Regions from separate parts of the Mus musculus genome. Here region 2 is linked to region 1. A link is a contact called in public HiChIP or PLAC-seq data. All regions are on one chromosome and are shown on one strand. Each heading gives the region's core, a stretch centred on a gene start, on an enhancer-like site or on the middle of the called end of the contact. The rest is flanking DNA. Distances are from core to core; before and after follow the strand shown. Region 1 holds the start of Fn1 (fibronectin 1). Region 2 has its middle 37 kb from the start of Gm30160.

What was found. HiChIP or PLAC-seq counts read pairs in DNA pulled down with a chosen protein or histone mark.
Region 2: a CTCF HiChIP or PLAC-seq map of the NIH/3T3 cell line shows a contact between it and region 1, with 12 read pairs. The contact joins the enhancer-like site here to the promoter of Fn1 in region 1. A contact is called at or near these places in 3 of 39 promoter capture datasets (the 3T3-L1 cell line, 3T3-L1-derived adipocytes and macrophages), 2 of 15 datasets of contacts at CTCF or cohesin (the NIH/3T3 cell line and embryonic stem cells), 11 of 484 Hi-C or Micro-C datasets (adipose-derived mesenchymal stem cells, embryonic fibroblasts, embryonic stem cells and 2 more), 4 of 115 datasets of contacts at active chromatin or transcription factors (all in embryonic stem cells) and 3 of 9 other capture datasets (adipose tissue, embryonic stem cells and liver).

What each region holds. Positions count from the first base shown.
Region 1 is chr1:71,651,395-71,654,684 of GRCm38.p6, reverse strand. Fn1 (fibronectin 1) reads left to right here and starts at 1,451. Exons shown (of 46, transcript NM_010233.2): 1 at 1,451-1,853; 2 at 3,036-3,164. The coding sequence starts at 1,703. It overlaps Apol7d (apolipoprotein L 7d), which reads right to left and starts at 1,350. Exons shown (of 4, transcript NR_040308.1): 1 at 1,299-1,350.
Region 2 is chr1:71,689,662-71,693,099 of GRCm38.p6, reverse strand. It overlaps Gm46094. Among named protein-coding and RNA genes, the nearest start is that of Gm30160, 37 kb to the left of the region's middle. Within about 2 kb of position 1,404, at least 35 of the 459 cell types and tissues checked have an H3K27ac peak or open chromatin away from gene starts, as enhancers often do. A contact at or near this core is called in the NIH/3T3 cell line and embryonic fibroblasts, where this site is marked.

The sequences.
Region 1 (3,290 bases), core at 202-2,701:
TAGCTTTAATATGTTCTCAAAGCAAAGGAGACCATGCGCCTAACCGAGGGAGAAAGCCAAGTTTGGGGTTCGGATCTGCTACTCTGAAAATAGTGGGCTTCTTGAAGGTCTTTTTGAAGCCCTACCAAAGCAACTGGGCTTGTGTGTGTCTGAAAGGTTAAAAAAAAAAAAAAAAAAAAGACCAACGTGTTAGAGCTGCTGGCTTCAGGGGGACGTCTCCTATTCCCTTTTCAACTTCAGTAGTGTAGGAAGTCCAGAGAATTTTCAGTGGAACTTTATACATTCTTGGAGCAGATAACAATTGAAATATAAAAAATCTGGCAGCGGGGGAGGGGTGGATAGTGGAATTCTGCCATGACTGCGAAGTCTGAAAATAAAATAAAATAAAATAAAATAAACGCCCGGACACATGCAAGGGGATTCGGGGTAAAGTCTGGAGGGAGGCAAGACATTAAATCTTTGTACCCATCCTCACCCCAACTCCCCCTTCAGAGGCCACCTAGGTTTGAGTGCAGATGGCCCAGTGAACGTGGCATGGACGGGAAGGGTCCCCCCGCCCCCCTTCATCAGCCAGTTCAACTTTTCCCCTTCTTAAGCTGTTCACTACTGCCCTTTTAAAAGAAACGGGCACCCCATCCCCAGGAAAGGAAAACTGTGCTTCACGACTTAGAAAAGAAACTTTCTGTTGCTTCCTCTTAGAGAGAAACTTGGTCCTGTGAGTTTCTCTGGAATCTGTAGAGCGCCGCGCGGAACCGAGGGCTGTGGAAGCTCAGGGAAGGGGGTCACCTCTGCCACGCGCTCACTCTCTCCCAGGCTCTTCCTTGAAACCTGGCAGGTACTGCGTGGAGAAACCGAGGTCTGAGCCTACCTAACACCATAAAGGCAAAGATAGGGGACCCTAGGCGGCGCCCAGGACCCAGGAAAAGCACCCAGAAGGAGCCGCCCCGCCCCGGGGCTGCAAAAGTGAAGTTTGGATTCCTACAGGGACAAGGTGGTGGCCACTTTATGACTTTTTCCCTTCCCACAAAATACACTCTGGTGTGCACAGACTTTTCTCAGAGGTGACGCAATGTTCTCAAACACCACCACAGCCACCAATTTAAAAAAAAAAAAGTTAAGAGATGAGGGGGGTAAGCCTTACCACCCCAGGCTTCCTTAGGCTCCAGCCCCTCCCTCCCTTTCCTTCGAGTCTACATCACTTTACAGCCGTTTCCCATCCCTACCCCCAATCCTCCTCCCAAAAGTTTGACGACCGCAAAGGAAACCAGAAAGGGGAAAAAAGTTCTCTAGTCCCAGACCTGGCGGGAGATCAGCATCTCTTTTGTTCGGGGCGAACCCACCGTACCCCGTGACGTCACCCGGACTCTGGGCCAATAGGCGCGCGGTCGGCGGCGGCTGCGGCGGCAGGAGGGGCGGGAGGAGTCGGACCGGACCCTCCTCCCCGGCGCGCAGGGCCTCGTGGGGGGCGGGAAGGTACTGTCCCATATAAGCCTCTGCTCTTGGGGCTCAACCGCTCGCACCCGCTGCGCTGCACAGGGGGAGAAAAGGAGCCCAGGGTGTGAGCCGGACAACTTCTGGTCCTCTCCTTCCATCTCCTTACCGGCGTCCCCACCTCAGGACTTTTCCCGCAGGCTGCGAGGGGACCCACAGTTCGTGGCCACTTGCCTCCTGGGGAGGGCGACTCTCCTCCCATCCACTCAAGATGCTCAGGGGTCCGGGACCCGGGCGGCTGCTGCTGCTGGCAGTCCTGTGCCTGGGGACCTCGGTGCGCTGCACCGAAGCCGGGAAGAGCAAGAGGCAGGCTCAGCAAATCGTGCAGCCTCAATCCCCGGTGGCTGTCAGTCAGAGCAAGCGTGAGTACCGACAGTCTGGTTCAAACCGGCCGGCGGCAGGGATGGGTTGGTCCTCAAGCGCCCGCTCAAGTTGTGGCTAAAGTTTTTGCGCGCGTGCGTGGCTGTGCGAACGTGTGTGAGTGCGCGCTTTATCGAGGGAAACCAGCTGTGGACACAAAAGGCTTAGGTCTGAACAGGCTGGTTGCTGGTGAAGTGGAGGTAGGGACCGTCTGTTCTTCCCCTCAAGTGCGCTAACAAATTCTACACCTTCAGTTCGCCCTTCCAGGAACCAAAACGTGTGAAAGAGAAAAGAGACACGAACTTACAAATTTTACATCAGAGATTATTGTGGTTCCCCTGATCCTTATTTTCTTTATCAGCAAATAGCTGGTTAAATATTTAACACGGGGAGGAGGTGAGACTATCTAAATAGGTAGTTTCTTACCAACTTGAAAGAGATGTTAGTTGGCTCAGTGCTTTGGGGGGGGGGGGGTAGCCTAGGATTCTTTCCCCAAGAGCAAGGATAGCCATTTCTCTTCCAGTTTTTCAGAGACACACTCTTCCTTTATCTTGGGCTAGAGGAAAATTTAAAAGTTCTCCCTCCTTTTTTTCTTTTTCTTTTCTTTTCTTTTCTTTTCTTTTTTTTTTCTTTTTTTTTTTTTTTTTTTTTTTTTGCCATGATCTCACACTGTAGCCTAAGCTAGCCTGGCATTCTCCTGTGTTGTCCAGGCTTGTGTGTTCAACTTGGGAGCAATTCTTCTGCCTCAGTTTCTACAGAGCTGGGGTTATTGGCATAGTCATCAAGACACCCAACTTAAGTTTTCTTTCTTGTCTTTTTGTTGTTGTTGTTAAGAGTATTGAAGCCCTCAGGATTTAAAAGTAATTTCTATTTCTGGCCTCTCAGAGTGTTTCAAGTCTGCTGAGGTAGTTCCCCTGCCCATAAGGACATGACGTCATTGTATAACTTTTACCCAAGTTAAAAGATAAGAAGGAAAAAACCCCTAAACATCCATCTACATAAACAATGCTTAAATCTTTGATTAGCTAGTTTCCACATCTGAACTTTAGTGGAATATTGCTTTTAAGAGTTTTTTTGTTTGTGCAGGCTCACCAAGTCAGTTGGCAAAATTCAGTAGTTTTGTAGGGGAAAAAAGAGAGGGAGGGATGGAACTGTTAATAACTTTCCCCATCAATTCTTCGCAGCTGGCTGTTTTGACAATGGGAAGCACTATCAGATAAATCAGCAGTGGGAACGGACCTACCTAGGCAACGCCCTGGTTTGTACCTGCTATGGAGGAAGCCGGGGTTTTAACTGCGAGAGCAAGCCTGAGCGTAAGTGGAAGGCAGTCTGGGCCCTGGCAGAGATGATGCTCTAAGTAAAACCACATTTGCCTTCTCCTCCTCCCTGCTCCAGTCGCTTGTAATTCCCTCTTATTAGACTTCTTGCACTGGCTTTTC
Region 2 (3,438 bases), core at 155-2,654, 38 kb before region 1:
AAATTTCTTTATCTCCTTTATTGTGGCAGCTAGCTAGCCACCTGGCCCAACCTTTACATCAGAGCTCAGGTAAGGCAATCTTTGCCAGAGGCCAGCCACCTACACGAAGCCTGAGGTCAAATACTTTAAAGTCCATGGCAGGAAACAGGCTTGTGAGCCACTGACCGTGTATGGGTATTTCCATCTTTAAGCCCTCCCAGGACCCTCTCATTCCTCCCTCTTCACAAAGGATGCTGGGGGGATTCCTACTTACCTGTCTCTGCAGTAAACCACCTCAATCCAGTCCCTCTGCTCGGTGTCCCTTGTGACCTCCACTGAGTTTGACAGGTTAATAGACCGATTTCCTGGCCGCCCAATGATGCAGAGCACGCTTGCATTTTCTGGAGAACTAGATAAAGTAAACGATCCAGTGTCTGATATTTGTCACCATGAAAGCTGAGCGGAAGTTATTTACTAGACTAAAAGCACCAGGTAGCTAGAAATTGTCTTCACACTCCTTGACATTTGCAAATAACAGGTAGCCAACTGCAAAATGCCATCTTTTCGACAATCCACAGTCATGTAAACATGAACTCTCAACAGCTCTGGCTGGCTGTACTGGATCTGCACAAGAATGGAGCCATCCATAGCTGGGCACAGATTCAGGAGGAGCCCTTACTGTTCAATTATTTCCTTTGAACAGACAAAGAAAATGAGGGAGTCATTACCTTCTGTTGTGTCCCTTTTGATAACAACAGCAAGTGCCAATCCTGTGGTCACAGGGACACCTCTGATTAAACTAAACCAAAACTTGAGCATCTGGGAGAGGGACAAGTTGGGGAGGAGGGGTGGAGGGGCAAGAAGGAGATGAGAGAGGGTAGGAGGAAAGAGTAACCGGGATGTAATTTCATATGCATATGAAATTGTCAAAGAACTAGCTACTCCACAATAGTGACAAAGAGAAAGTCACATTTCTAAGTTAGCTGAACTATGGCAACAGCTGCTTCTTTAGCACTGAGCAGGAAGTTACAGTCCCAAGACACCCTTGGAGCATGGAGCTGAAGGACCACATGGAGTGATGCTAATGTCTCAGATGAGAGGGAAAATTGACCCAGACAGCAGAGGAGTACCAGAAGAGCCTGGGATGTGGCTCAGGATGAGAAAACCCATCACGGCTGATTCATAAAAAGCAGGGCTCAGTTCATTTTATCATGTCTTCAGTTTGAAAGAGAAAGGAGACTTCGTGGTAGCAGAAGAGCAAGGGGGTGGGGGTGGGACCGGGGAAGCAGGCGGGAAGGCATGTCCCAGGTGGGTTTACTTCCCTAAATCTCTAAGAAACATACTTTTGAATTCTCACCAGAAGACTTTCCTTACATTCAAAGCTGTGTGACTTCAGGAAGTTGGTATTTAGCCAAGAATTTAAAGATTGCTTTCTTTATTAGGTAATGGCATAACATTTGAATTTGCTAATGCTTTTGGAATGCTAGTCGCTTTTGAAAATCGAAAATGTGAAATACATTTGAAGACATTTAAAACATGGGGGTGGGTTTTTTTGAGTAAAACTGCTAATTCATCTGTATCAACTTTGTGCCAAAAATAATTGAACACTGCCAACCCTCTTACACCCGAAAGGGCTAAAAGTGTACAACAAATCCCTTAATATTAGGAAGAACAGTTTTAACCATTTTGTGTATTTATTTATTTACTTACTTACTTACTTACTGATGAGACTGAGTCTATGGCTAGTTGGGACTTTATCATGTCACCCATACTCAAACTCACTTTCTCCCTTCCTCGGTCTCCCAAGTGCTGGGTTATAGTTGTATGCCACCATACATGACACCCCCCCCCCAATTTAAAACATCTCATAACATTAAAGAGAACCTAAGAATGATATATTGCTGTTGGTAGAGGGCAAATACATCGCCACTGGCAAATATTTTTTCGAATTTAGCATCTGGCAGGTTGTTCTAATATTGAGGTGTAATAACAAATAAAATACTCCCTGATCTTGTGGGATTGATCTTTTTCTGAGTAAAAGCAGAAAGTGAAAGGAATGAATGGGTAAAATAATAACTATATCATCCAAAGACAGAGGGAACTAGCCAGTCCATGGGCTGAGAGGGGTAGAGGTGGGGATTGAATTCATTTCTATATTATTTTGTATTTATATTAGTTTACATTAGTTTTTAAAAACAATTTTCATAAACCTGATCGCAAAATAAATTTATCATCTAACATGTCTATAGGTTGTAAGTATAAAACAGTTTTCACAAGGTTACAGCCAAGCTATGAATAGGGTGCATTCCTCTGGAAGGCTCCAGGGGGGAATCTATTCCCCTACCCATTGCAACTTATAGAGGCTACCCGCATTCTTTGATGCATGGCCTCATCCTGCTTCCGCTTCTGTTATCTGTCCTTCTCTGACCTTCCTTTTTATAAAAGACTTTGCAATGCTCTCCAACATGTTTAAATATTCCAGAGTTATCTTCTCTCTCTCTCTCTCTCTCTCTCTCTCTCTCTCTCTCTCTCTCTCTCTCTCTCTCTCTCTCTCTTGTCACGAAGTGTGACATAGACACAGGTTTGAGATGTTAGGATATGACCATCTTTGGAGACAAATTATTTTGTCTATCATAGGGGTCAACTGCGACTTTCATCAGGACTATCAAAGGTGGGTTCACTGGAACAATTACATCTGAGCAAGATTAAAAAGATAGGCGAGCCAAGAGGACATCTGGAGGAGGGTGTGACAGCTACACCAAATGGACTTTGGCCTGTATAAAATACAGAGCAAAGGGAAGAACATGGAGGAGACTTAAATCATAGGAAGAAAACCTTGGAAAGCACAGATAGGTGCAAAGTCTGGGAGCAGAGTCAATGAATGGAGAGCTTTGTGAGGTTATTCTGAATGGGCTATAGAGACTCTGAAAGTATCTGAGGAATGACATCACCCCACTTCCACTTTTAAAGTTTCATCAAGTGACTGTGTAGGTGGCAAAGAGTATCACATAGAATGGAATCGGCACCTTGTGAGGACGTCAGGATGCCAGAAGGGAGATGACCGAAGAGTCTGGGAGCAAGGAAGAGCTGGGTTTGCTGACATGGACAGAATGGAGTGAGATCAGCCATGGTGGCCTTGGGGCTGGAGGTGATAGAGGAGCAGTGTTGAGAGGAATAGGGGTATAGATAGACCTCTCTGACCTCTCCACAGGAGCAGCCATTAATCCTCCATCCAAGGATGCTCTATGGTCCATCTCATCTCTCCTCTTTCCTAACTCTCTACCCCTTGGGACTCTATACTTAAAGAAACCTGACTCTCAGACCACTAATAGAGATATGAAAGAGAATTACTTCTTTATTCCTTTTTAGTCAAACCCATACCAGGTCTAAGTTCCTATCTTGTGTGGCTGGTAAGAAAGGATAAAAAAAAGATCAATTCTTCAAGAGGAAGGCTCTTTT